2 separate regions of the Mus musculus genome follow, and region 1 is linked to region 2. The links are chromatin contacts, called in public HiChIP or PLAC-seq maps. All regions are on one chromosome and are shown on one strand. The core of a region is the stretch at or near the end of the contact, and the rest is flanking DNA. Distances in the headings are between cores, read along the strand shown.

Region 1 (6,387 bases), core at 3,873-6,372, 460 kb after region 2:
GGACCTCTCACTGGCCAAGCCCATGATCCACCTGGCCCCATCTCCTGATAGTTGGGATTCCAAGCACATACCACCATGTCTAAGATTTTGTTTTGTTTTATTCTTTGAGACTGAATCTTGCTATGTAGACCAGACCACCCTCAAATTTATATAATTCTCCTGCTTCTGTCTCTGAGTGTTGGGATTAAAGGTATGCACCACCATGCCCAGTCCATATCTGGCTTTTGACATGAAAGTTCTGCAGACCAAACTCAGGTCCTCAGGCTTTTAGTACCAAGCACTTTGTCAGCTGAGCTACCTCTCCAGGCTGCAAGGGCATTTTAAAAGCTCGTTATTGCCAGCAATGGGATAGCTGCTGGAGAGGGAAGTGAGCAGGAAACTATATAGGAAGTAGAGTCCAAGTGCGGCAGAATTTATCTTCTAGACACAGTTCTGCCTGTCATGCAACCCTCTGAGTTTATCCCATCTCATCCCCAGTTTGTTGTTTCTTCTTTATTCAGAGATCTCAACAACACATCATCTATAACCGGAAGGAATTCTTACCGGATCAATTCCAAATGGGTAGGGATTCCCAGAATACACTCCTGGGATGGCTGGGTCCAGCTGCAAATATGGACTGTTTTCCACGATGTGAGTACTAAGGAGACAAAGCAGAGAGACAAACATGATATAAAAACAGTCAGGTACCCATTAAAAAATGGGGCTCAGAGCTAAACAAAGAATTCTCACCTGAGGAATACCGAATGGCTGAGAAGCACCTGAAAAAATGTTCAGCATCCTTAATCATCAGGGAAATGCAAATCAAAACAACCCTGAGATTCCATCTCACACCAGTCAGAATGGCTAAGATCAAAAATTTAGGTGACAGCAGATTCTGGCGAGGATGTGGAGAAAGAGGAACATTCCTCCATTGTTGGTGGGATTGCAAACTTGTACAACCACTCTGGAAATCAGTCTGGCGGTTCCTCAGAAAATTGGACATAGTACTACTGGAGGATCCCGCAATACCTCTCCTGGGCATATATCCAGAAGATGTCCCAACTGGTAAGAAGGACACATGCTCCACTATGTTCATAGCAATCTTATTTATAATAGCCAGAAGCTGGAAAGAACCCAGATGCCCCTCAACAGAGGAATGGATACAAAAAATGTGGTACATATACACAATGGAGTACTACTCAGCTATTAACAAAACACCCATGGAAGAAGTTACAGAGACAAAGTTTGGAGCAGAGACAAAAGGATGGACCATCTAGAGACTGCCTTATCCAGGGATCCATCCCGTAATCAGCCTCCAAACGCTGAAACCATTGCATACACTAGCAAGATGTTGCTGAAAGGACCCTGATATAACTGTCTCTTGTGAGGCTATGCCGGGGCCTAGCAAACATTGGATGGATCACAGGGCCCCCAATGGAAGAGCTAGAGAAAGTACCCAAGGAGCTAAAGAGATCTGCAACCCTATAGGTGGAACAACAATATGAACTAACCAGTACCCTGGAGCTCTTGACTCTAGCTGCATATGTATCAAAAGATGGTCTAGTCGGCCATCAGTGGAGAGAGTGGCCCATTGGTCATGCAAACTTTATGTGCCTCAGTACAGGGGAACGCCAGGGCCAAAAAGTGGGAGTAGGTGGGTAGGGGAGTGGGGGGGAGGGTATGGGGGACTTATGGGATAGCATTGGAAATGTAAATGAGGAAAATACCTAATAAAAATATTAAAAGAAAAAAAAAACAGTCAGGTACAGAAACACTATACTGACATCAGCCATGAGCTTGGATGCCAACTAAAGCCCAGAGGCTGGCAAGGTGGCAATTTTACTCACTCAATGGCTCCATATTTGGTCACAGAATAGCTACTATGTATCAGGTACTACCCTGAGCCCTAAGCTTCTGAAATTACTGTCTGGACCACAAACAGGTTTACAGCCCATGTCTCCAAGAGTCATAGCCCTGCCTGGAATGCAGTCAGGAAAACAAGAAACTGTAACATGTCTGATGAAGTGGGGCTGGGTGGAGGGGTGCAGTCAGTAAAGGGCGGAGGCAGGAGGTCTCCCAGGGGATATCTAGGCCAGTCCTTAAGGACAGATGGAATATTTACACATAGACCTTGATCTCTGTAAAACTCAAGTCCCCCTAAAGGGGGGGGGGGGAAGAAACTATAATCGTTGGTCAGGCTCCTCAATGAACATGGAAAATGTGTCTGCCTCCTCCAACTCCTGTCCCACAGTGCCTAGGTTACAAATTTGTACTGCCATGCCCCACTTTTGAAGTGGATGCTGGAGATCTGAAGTTGAGTCCCCATGTTGATATAGTAAGTACTTTCTTTACCATGTAATGAAGGTCCCCAGCCCCACCCACCCACCCGCCCCCTTTTTTCATGAGCCTCTATAGAAAATCCAGGGAATATGTATTTGAAATAAAGAAAAGAAGATTGACCACTGTAACAGAGCACCCAGGAAACTCTCTCCATGCTGCATCACTGTGCAGTGGTCCCAGGCTTAGGGCATCTGGAAGCTTATTTGGGACACTAGTGTGTAACCTTCCTTACTGGGACATGCACCCAACCCCAGAGACCACAGGCTTATTGTCTCCAGACACCAAGTGTCAGAGGAAGCAGGCTCAGGACCCAGGCTCTGCCTGGCGACCTAACTCTAACTTTGCTCTGCCTCACTGAGAACGAGGTTCTACCTTTCGCTAGCTGGAGTGTACAGCTGAGCACCTGTCTGCCCTGACTCCAGGGTGTCTGAAGAGTCTGGAGCTGGGAAAGGAGCCATTTGCAGGTTCATTAAAGAAATACACTCCTACCCATGTCTGCAGAGCAAGAAGTTCATTCACACTACAGGGAAAAGAAAATTTCATGTAGTTTTGGGGAAATCATACATATTTAATATAGTTCAAAATTAAGCCCTTCTAGGCTTTTCTTCCGATGCCTATTCATCATAAAGGGTAGGGTACAAATGCAGCCAACCGTCTATCTTCAGTTTTAGCCTTCATTTTTCTTTATTATATTGCCATCCTCTACACCAAGAGCCTGGGCCTTCCAGAGAAACCAAATGAGATCTATGAGAACTTCCACAACTCAAGCTAAAAACTGTCACCATCTATCTGGCCTGGGGATGGAGTTGGTGGTGGTCCACTTGCTCGTACAGGGACCTGATTTCAGTTCTTTTACTAAAAAACAAAACAAAACACCTTCCATTCTCTCCAGAGAGCTCATTTATGAATGAGAAATGTCCAGCAAATAAAATGCCCCAGAGACTAGCTCCCCAAATGAGGCTGCTTGCCTTTTCTCTCCCTTTTATGTCCTCTACAGACTTGGATGAACAAGTAAAACCCAAATAGGCTGGGCACAGTCAGGCACACCTTTAATCCCAGAACCTGGGAGACTGGTATCTCCAAATGTTAAAGGACAGGGCTGTGCAGGGAGACCATGTTTCAAAAACAGAAAGACAGGAAGTAGAAGGGAGGGGAGGGGAGGGGAGAGGAGGGGAGGGGAAGAAGGAAAGGAATGTTATAGCACTCCCGTGAAAAGAGGAGAAGGAGGAGGAGGAAGAGGAAGAGGAGGAAAAGGAGGAGGAGGAAGAGGAAGAAGAGGGGGAGGAGGAAAAGGAAGAGGAAGAGAAAGAGGTAGGATAGGAAGCAAGGCTGTAACTGTGTCTTTTCTGTCTCTCTGAAATCCTCTCTCCCTAGATCCACAACCCTGCAGTGTTATATATACTTCCAGTCTGACTAGCTGCTCAAACAGCTGTGGAAGGTACATGGGAGGAACAGATTGTGGCCTTAGAGAGCTTCTAGGCCCCTGCTTCCATTCAACTGTCTTCTCAGACCCTCCACCCACCATGCTGACTCTGTCAGCCACAAGCAATCCAGGATGCTGGCAATGCAAACTCATGATCTCCTCCTTGCTCTTAATACTGAACTCCTGCTTTCCTGAGCAGCCTAAGAAATGCCCTGCTTCGTGTGGCGGGTGAGGGTGGTGGTGGGGGGGGGGCAGCAACACTGAAAGCTGAGGGTCTGTATACTTCATCACCCATGCCTGCCTTTTTAACGCCAAGTCTTCACTCCTAAATCCCTGGCTAGCAAATCTCCACACAAGAGCAAAGCCCATGGCCAACCTCACCCTCTTGGGTACGAAGCTCCTTCCGGGATGCTCAGTTTCTAAGTGCCATACCACCTATTTTCACAGAGCCTGCTGCGTGGCACACCCTCCTCAACATGCATTTAATTGAGCTGGAATTGGACAAGCTATCTCTCTACCACAACCAGTTCAGCTACTGGGTTATCTATTTTTATCTATTGCACAAAGTAGATAAAATGGCTACAGGGACTGCGGAGCTGGCCTAGCAGTTAAAAGTACTTGCTCTTGCAGAAGACCTGAATTCTATTCCCAGCAACCAAACAGCAGCTCAGAAAAGCTAGCTATAACTGCAGTTCCAGGGGATTCAAAGCCCTCTTCTGTCCTCTGCTGCATGAACATATTGTACATATATGTGCATGTAGGTAAAACATCCATACATGTAAAATACTAATAAATAATTTTTTTTAAAAGATTAGCTTATTGGGTAAAATTTCAGGGGCAGCTGTGGTCAGAGCCATGAGCCCTGCAGTCTTTGGATGGCCTGCAAGCATGCCCTAGCAGGCTATAAACTTACTTCCACGTGCCGTTTCTGAACATAGGCTGGACACTCCAAGAGGAGCCAAAGATGTTAAAAGATTTGGAGAAACAGTCGTTGTAGATCAAGCCGGTGTAGATGGAGAAGATACCCATGAGCAGGATCAAATAGCGCCCATTGAAGAAGATGTTCCACATCTGGTCCAGGAAAAAAGGGTGAGTGTCAGTGGGCTCTGAAGTGATACAGGAGGGGAGAGAGACATGGGATATGTCCAGCATCGGTAGTGTGGGGGAGAGATGACATGACTAAGGCAGACATCATATTCCTACACACACGAGCTTATGTAGGTCAGCTAGAGAACCCTGGGCATTTATTCACTGTGCAAACAAAAGCATGTAAGCCTCACATTCTCTCTTTCCACAGAATGCATGGCTGTGCACACTGAGGCCTCATCTACTAAGTGAGCTGGCATGCTGTGGTCTCCAGCACCTCCAGGAGACAGGCCCTGCGCTGGCCTCTGTCCTATCATCACAGGTCTGTATGCCTTTGGGGCTTTGTCTTCACAGAGACAAAGCACAGTTGGGCTTCTATCTGTCACATCTGCTAGGGAAAGCAGCTTCCTGGGGTGCTGGCTGTGGATATCATTCATTCTAAGAGCTGATGACAAGTCCGTTTGCAATTTTAAATGTCCTCCAAGGAAAATGACCTCTGTTAAACTTGTCATGGAAGACTGAATTGGTCACAAGACTGGCCAGGCTTATGATTAACTCACAGTGACATCACGGCACTCCTTCTAACCAACCCAGTATGTGCCAGAGGTCTGTAGCCATTCTTATAGTCTGGAACATAGCTAAGGGCATGGCTCCACTCTGTCAAGTGTATGACCAAGAGCTTATCTGCCATTAACCAACACAGGCATCCGGGGGCCTCTATATTCACAATACTATGGAAGGAGACCATGCCAAAGTCAGTGAGAAGTGAGGTACCATTAATATCCAGGACTCCTTGGGGTTTCTTAAAAGTTCTGCCATGAACAAAATATTCATGGTACTATATGATAGGTTTTAAAGGAAGTTACAAATAATGTGTGATTCTCGATGGCAATTTTTGAAAAGTACATATTTGTAGACAAGCACAAACACACAGAATGGAAATATATTCAAAAGCATTCATCAAGATCTTTCTCTAGGTTTCTGGACTGTAATCTGACACAATTACCACATATTGCTTTTATAATCAGAGTAAAGAAAGTTTTTAAAATATTAAGAGGAGGCTAGATTTAATTCCAGCGTTCCAGAGGAAGAAGTAAGCAGATCTCTGTGAGTTTGAGACTAGCTCCGATTATATAGTGAGATCCTGTCAATAATAATATGATAATAATGGTGGTGATAATTATGATGGTGATGATGGTGGTAGTGGTGATAATGATGATGGTGATGACGATGATGATGTAACAGGTATAATAGGGCTTGGCACACACAAGGCCCTGGGTTTGTTCCCCAATACCCTCAACCATCAACAAAAATCACTGCTTTGAGTTTGTTTAGCATGCAACATAAACCTGGCATAGCAGTGTATGCCTGCAATCTCAGATCTCCATAAGTAGAAGCAGGAAGCTCAGAAGTAAAGAGTTACCCTTGACTATACAGTGAGCTTGAAGCCACGTGTGGATAGATGAGACTCTGTCTCAAAAGGATATAAATAAATAAACAAATCAATAAAATTTAAAAAGTAAAAGCCAACGTCTTATAATGTCACAAAAAGAAAAAGA
Region 2 (7,120 bases), core at 3,950-6,449:
ACACCTCAGTAGATACAGACGCCCCTCCCTCATCTCTGTCTCTCTGTCTCAGTCTCTGCTGCCCCCCCCCCCACCTCCCATAGTGTTGCAGCTCAGAAAATTTGACAGCTGAGTTAGATAAAGTCTCAAAACCAAGGTCTGTCTGACCTCCTCTCCCCTCCCCCATCCTCTTTCTCCTCAGGAAGAGCTTTCTGTGCATTTTTCTGTTTGCCTGAAGTCTTGATGGAGGAGCACGGCTGCTTTCACATTTCCTCTCTGAACTCTCACTAATCAAGAAAGGAAAGATTAAGCCCTTATTTACCAAAGTGGAGGAAACTGAAAATCAAATGCCACAGCTCTTGCTGAAGGAGCTTTGACTCAGGTCATTGAATGTTCTCTGGGTTCTTTCTATCATTTACTGTCCCTCTAAAATCCCACAGCCCTGTCCCACCTCCCTGTCTCTTATGGAGAGGACAGTTGGGTTTCATTTGGCTCTGTCTTCAAGTTTACACATCTTATTGCTGTTGCTTGCTTGCTTGCTTGTTTTTGAAAGCCCAACTGAGTTTTGTGTGAGTCCTGCATACATGTGTACATTAATGAATTATGATGCATTTCTCTTAATAACCTGTCTTTTGTTGTAGAGGCATTGATTACACTGTGACAGGCATAAGAGAGTGTCTTATTTACTGTACTATTGCTGTGAAGAGACACAATTACCAAGGCAACTTGTAAAAGAAAGCATTTAACTGGGGGCTCGCTTACAGTTTCAGAAGGTGAGTCCATGACAATCATGGTGGGAGCATGGTGACAGGCAGGCTGGCCAGCATGGTGCTAGCAATGTAGCTGAGAGCTTACATCAAATCCACAAGATAGAAGGAGGGAAGGAGAGAGGGACACAGGGAGGAAGGGAGAAAGGAAGGGAGGGGGAGAGGGAGAGAGACAGAAACAGGCAGAGAGATGTACAGAGAGACATACAAAGAGAGACAGGGAAGCAGAGAGACTGAGCCAGGCATGGGCTTTTGAAACCTCAAAGCCCATCCCAGTGACACACCTCCTAATCCTTCCTAAACAGTCCACCAACTGGGCGCCAAACATTCAAACGTATGAGTCCATAGAGACCATTCTCATCTAAACCAACAGAGAGGCCACCCAGTTTTGGACTCCTGAAGTTATGGAAACTTTTTCTTATCTCTATAAGAAGAGGGCAATGGGCTCCAGAGAAAAGAGGGGTGATAGAAACCCTGCAAATGGTACCAAGAAGACAATCTAAAACAATGGTGAACACATTATCCAAAGCACCCAGAAAATCCAGAGCAGGTGTCTGTAATGTCCCCAACAGTACAAGGAGGACTGCAGAGAGGAGGGGAGGGAGGGAGGGAGGGAGGATACAGAAAGAGATGGTGGGGGAAGTTACCTTATATTTATGGAGTGTTATTCCAAGAAGCAAGCTGTGATTTTCCAAATGAATGTACTGTGTATGAATTATAATAGATAAAATATTTATATGGTTCAAAACATGCATTAAAAAATGTCTCCATTCATGATCCCAACTATTTGAGCACCAAACACATTTACTGGTTTACTGAATGGTGTCTCAATGTTCTTTAATATGAAAATGTTTGTATGTCCTATACTTTATATAGCTTTACTTAGGTGTGTGTGTACACATGTGTGCATGCACACCGTTGGGCATGTTTGGGCATGTGTGTGCATGTATATGTGTGACTGCAAATATGTGTATGTGTATGTTGGAATGTGTGTGTGCATGTGGTTGTGTGCATATGTATGCATATGTATGTGCAAGTGCAAGCGTGGGCATACAGGATGTGGGGTGGGTGTGCAGGTGTGTGTATGTGTGTGCATGTGGGTATGTGAAAATTGTGTTAATTAATGTATGTGTGAGTATACACATTTGTATATGTGGGGTTGTTGGAGGTACATGCATGTCTATATGAGCATATATCTATCTCTCTATGGTCAAGATATTACATATTTTCACACATATTTCTCCCTGATGTGGAATATATTTTCATGTTCTTTACCCTTATTTATTTGTGTGTGTGTGAGGTGTGTGTGTGTGTGTGGGGGGGGGTTACGCATAGTTCTGTAGTATTAAAGAAAACAAAGATTGGCCATAATAATGCCATTTTTTAAGTTCCTCCATTTTGGATAAGTGACAACAGTTCCTGGAAAACACAGTAATTAGCATTCTCAGAACTAAAGCAGCATTTCCTGGATTTTGCCGCCCCTCATCCTTCAGAGCCCTGGTAATAGCTGCCTCAAGGGATGTCTATGCATCTAATATTCATCTACTCACTGCCCTCTGGTCACTCCTAGCAAGAAGGCATCTCAGGCCAAACGAGAGGCCAACTGAGGCAGTGTTTTGGTCCCTATCCCTCATCCTTTCCCCTATAGCTATCCCTGGCCTGTAGGCTGGCAACCAGCTCTCTGGTTTTTGGATCTAAAGACCTCCCTTCTGCAGGTTCTCTCAGATTAAATCTGTTGAAGTAGTAGCTCATCTCCTCACTTTATTTGTCTACATTTTTTTAAAAAATGTAATTTCAAGAGGATAAGAGATAGTTTACTCTGGAGGAGCTCACTGAAGCATAGGGCGGACACCCCGAAGAGCCCGCTGTAAGGGCGTGGAGGGTGGTCCAGACCCAGTTCTTCGAGTCAGTCAACTCCAGCATCTACTCCGTCTACGAGCTGCTAGACGGCAAGGAGGAGCCAGCGCAGCAGAACAAGATCCAGGAGCACGTCACAGCCATTGAAACCCTGAAGCGTGGCCGTAACGAAAGAAGTCTTGGTGATGGTTCGGTATTTATCATTCTTCGGAGACCAGAGGGCATGCTCCAGGCCATGACTTGTGGCAATGAGTGTTTACATGTAGAGCTGTGTGGGCACAAAGTATAGAGTGATGTGCTGCAGTTTGCAATGCCACTGTGAGGGGTAGAAAGAAGGAGGAACCGAGCAGCGCATACCTGGTGGAGAGAGGCTGAACTATGTCGGTGTCTGAGGCCTGAGCTATCGCTGGAGGCCGTGTCTGAGTCCGTGGTCCTGTTGCAGTCTTTGTGGACTGTGTTACTACCAAAATAGATTTTCCTGTTCTTTGCCCTTTTTAATTTGGGTGGACTAAAGGAGTGGGGCGGGCATGTTTGGTTCCGTGGTCCTGATGCGACCGGGGCAGTTGATGTCAGTGGCAGCGTTGTGTTGATGCTGCGGGCCGTGCAAATATCCATAGACTGTGCTGCTGCCTGAAGCCATGTTGATGTCCACTGGCTATGATAAGGGGCTTGGGAGGATGTCTGGGTCCATGATCCTGCTGCAGCCAGGGCCGAATTGATTTCCATGGCCTGTGTTAACACCAAAAGCTACGCCAATGCCCATGATCTGTGCTGCCATTTGAAGCCGTGTTGATGACTAGGGGGTCAGGCTGTCACCAGTGACTGAGTTATTGCCCATGGCCCATACTGCCGCTGGCGACCCGTGTGTCTGTGGCACATGCCACATGTCAGAGGCCATGGTCCATGGACCATGCTGTAGACAGAAACCATGTGGAACCACCACATGGGTGCTCATCTCTCATATTTGGTTCTGGAGTAAACAGAGCCCCATGCCTCTGCTTACAAAGGTAATTACGAAGGACGGCTGTACGCTCACAGTTGAAAAAAAAGAGCCATAGAAGGCTTCTGTGAGAACACCCCTATTCCTCCACCTCTTCACTGCCTCCCCCACCCCAAGCAGTATCTTAGACAGGAAGCTATTGACGAGAACTATTAAAAGTTGTGATAAAGATGATGAAGTGGGGTTAGGGGTGGAGAAGGACTCACTGTTTTTTAAGGGGCTGGCCACTAGGGGTTTGACCATGCTCCAGTGAGTATATGGACAACACAAATTAGACTTTTCTTCCTTCCTTCCTTCCTTCCTTCCTTCCTTCCTTCCTTCCTTCCTTCCTTCCTTCCTTCCCTCCCTCCCTCCCTCCCTCCCTCCCTCCCTCCCTCCCTCCTTCCTTCCTTCCTTTCTTTTTTGTGGAGAGGAGGAAGACCACCAGGGGTGGTGGACCTGGGAGGCCTGAGAAGTAAGGGTAATCAGGTGCATTATGTGAAATTCCCAAACAATCAACAACAACAAAAATTAGGTGGAAAAAGAAGAAAGTTTACTCCAGAACCAAATATGAGAGATGAGCACCCGTGTGGTGGTTTGAATAAGAATGGCCTCCATGAGGTGGCTGTTTAGTGCCCAGTTTGTGGAACTGCTGAAGAAGGGTTAGGAGGTGTACCCTTATTGGAAGAGGCCTGTCATGGAGGCCTCATGCCAGGCCCAGTCTCCCTCTCTGCCTGCTGCTAATGGATCAGATAGAAACTCTCAGCTACTCCTGAAGCAGCTCAACGGCCAGCTGGCTGCCATGTTCCACACCATGATAGCCGTGGACTAATCCTTGAAAATGTAAGCAAGCGCCCAGTTAAATGCTTTCTTTTATAAGCTGCCTTGGTCATAACGTCTCTTCAAGGCAACAGAATGATAATTAAGACAGCAAGGGAACACAGATTTAGGTTACCCCAAATTCAAGTTTCCAACATGGAAGCAGTCTTAGGAAGTTTTTTATAGTAACAGAACAACAACAACAACAGAAAAATCATAATCCAAGGCACTTTTCAAATTGATTGGTAGAAATATCAAAGAAGCAGTTTATAGCCAAGAAAGAAGTTCAGAGGCATGCTGTCTGGTGAGATGCTTAGCTCCTGGGTAGGTAGAAACTAATGGTCAGCTAAGGGAATGCATTCCAAGGGGTTTTTATCTATTAGTCCTGGGATGTTAGGTCACATGCAGAAGTGGGCCAAGAATGTCTATTTATGGGGCTAAAGACAGGCCAAGATAAATTGCAACTCAGTCCTTGACCTGCACTATTCTAATCTCTCTGTGGTTTCTGGAAGCTCTAATCAACCCAGCAGAAGAATCAATTGGAGATTTCTGGGAACTTTCCTTCACACACACACACACACACACACACACACACACACACACGCTCACTGGTCTCTCGACCTTTAGGGATTCTCCTGGTTCTACCACTCAGTAGCACGTTACTGCAGCCAGCTCTGTGTGGGTTCTGGAAATCCAAACCCAGGTCCTCGTGCTTGGGTGGCAAGTGCTCTACTCTAAGCCATTTACCTCTAAGTCCACACCTCATAAGTGTCAGCATGTGTTTGTTATGTCATTCAACAACAACATGAGTAAATGGGGCGGGGTGTTCCTGACAGTTTGCTCCCAGGGCAGGTTTAGATTTACCAAACACGGTGGTGTTTGCCTTAATCATAGCTTAAATTGACCTTCCCAGTCTCTGCATTTACCAGGAGTTACTCACAAGCCAGAAGCTGCTGGCTCAGAGGACTAACCCCAGGCTTGCCTACCTCTCTAATACGTTCAGATACGTTGACTTATAGACCTCCATTCTTGACATTATTTTTGTCTATGTCCATCTGTGACTAAATTCCACTCCTTGTATAAGAACACCAGTCTAAGATTAGAGTGCTGGGTACAATATGACCTCTTCTATCCCAAAGTCCCAGAGATCCTAAGATATTTCTTCTCTGACCATATTCACACCAGGGGTAAAGGCGTGGCATCAACGTATGGTTTTAGGAGATGCAGTTCAACCCGCACTTCCCCAGCTAGTCAATCACTCTGTTCCAGCACACTTCTCCCTTCTGTGTCCTTCTAACCTTCAACTTAGTCTGCTTCACTGAAGTCAAACTATGCTATTCTCAATAGAACTATACTCGGAAACACTTCTTTTGAATACAAACAACCTAGACTCATAATGTCCGAGGAAAACCACATATCCAAGGGTGCCGGCCTAGTTCCTCTGAGAAGGAAGTGTTTGATAGCTGCCTATCAGATTTGATCTCTGAATGGTCTAATGAGCCCAGTACTTGAACGTCAAAAGAATAAAATCGTGCGAGTGAAGGAAGCATAGAGTTTGTGACCAGAAAACCCAATTATAGCACAGCTACTCAGGGAAAAACTGGGACCAACACAGCTCTAGCAAATCTAGTGTGTATCGTCTGCATGATGCCCCAGCTTAAAGCTCCACCAACGACCCAAATTTAATTCCCACCCTTAAGGCAGTCCTAGAGTACACCCAAAACTATGTCTTTGATTAAATGGAAATTCTTGGGAATAAGGAAGAAGAGGAAGAAGAGGAGGTAAGAAAATAGGAAATGGGGGGAATAGAAAAGAATCCCTCTTAACCATCATTAAACAGACATGGGAGTTGGGAGTGTGGTCCCTGAGACAAACCATGGGAAGACAGTCATTGGCAGTTCCAGTCTGGTTTTAAGCTATTTTGGCTGTTACTGGGTAAGTCATAAGGCCCATAGTGAATTCCCAGGCTTTTGCATTTAAATGGGAGTAGACAGTACATGGCTTTCACTTCAGTGCATTGGGTTGGTCATGTGTTATGATTAGTTCATGCTTGACCCTCCTGGGGAATGTTTTCAGAATGACAGAACATTTCATTCTCAGAGATGTCTCTGGGGTTCAAGGAGATCTAATCTGCATATTTACAGGGCCTCTGGTGACCTAGCCAGCAGCTTAAGATGGCTCCTTCTCTTTTGTAGGAGGGCTGTTATTGTTACTCCAGCTGCACTTGGGTAATGACGCCCACCTTTGCACTCTAAACATAGAATGAGAGAGCAATTAATAGAATTTAATCACAGCAAAAGAAAACCCTACTTTAAAAAAAAATCATCTTGCTTCAGAATAATATAGTTGTGCTCTGTGAACCAAAAATTTTAGACTTAATTTAACCTTAATCCTTAGCAATAGAATGCCATTTTTCTATAAACCTAGCACTTAGGAGACTATCATGAGTTCCAGGCCAGCCTAGGCTATAGTGGAAAGTCCTGTCTTACAAGCACAAGGACATGAGTTCAATTCTCAGAAACTGTTTAAAATAAGAGAGAGATGGTGGCACATGCTTGTAGTCTTAGTGCTAAAAAGGTAAACAGAGGCAGAATGCCTCCCTAGGTATTGTTGGACATCAATCTTATACTACTCAGTACATTCATGGCCAGCAAATGGATGGGCATGGTGACTCGTGCCCATAATTATCAGCACTTGGAAGAAGAAGGTGACATGATCG

What was found. HiChIP or PLAC-seq counts read pairs in DNA pulled down with a chosen protein or histone mark.
Region 1: a contact with region 2 is called in a FOXA1 HiChIP or PLAC-seq map of pancreatic cancer cells. The contact joins two enhancer-like sites. A contact is called at or near these places in 2 of 15 datasets of contacts at CTCF or cohesin (the NIH/3T3 cell line and large pre-B cells) and 8 of 115 datasets of contacts at active chromatin or transcription factors (the NIH/3T3 cell line, embryonic stem cells, extraembryonic endoderm stem cells and 3 more).

Annotation. Positions count from the first base shown.
Region 1 is chr6:38,067,194-38,073,580 of GRCm38.p6, forward strand. Atp6v0a4 (ATPase, H+ transporting, lysosomal V0 subunit A4) reads right to left here. Exons shown (of 21, transcript NM_080467.3): 13 at 4,656-4,813; 14 at 544-637. Among named protein-coding and RNA genes, the nearest start is that of Svopl, 23 kb to the left of the region's middle. Within about 2 kb of position 5,123, at least 35 of the 459 cell types and tissues checked have an H3K27ac peak or open chromatin away from gene starts, as enhancers often do. A contact at or near this core is called in pancreatic cancer cells, where this site is marked.
Region 2 is chr6:37,607,887-37,615,006 of GRCm38.p6, forward strand. No RefSeq gene overlaps it. Among named protein-coding and RNA genes, the nearest start is that of Gm33429, 80 kb to the left of the region's middle. Within about 2 kb of position 5,200, at least 19 of the 459 cell types and tissues checked have an H3K27ac peak or open chromatin away from gene starts, as enhancers often do. A contact at or near this core is called in pancreatic cancer cells, where this site is marked.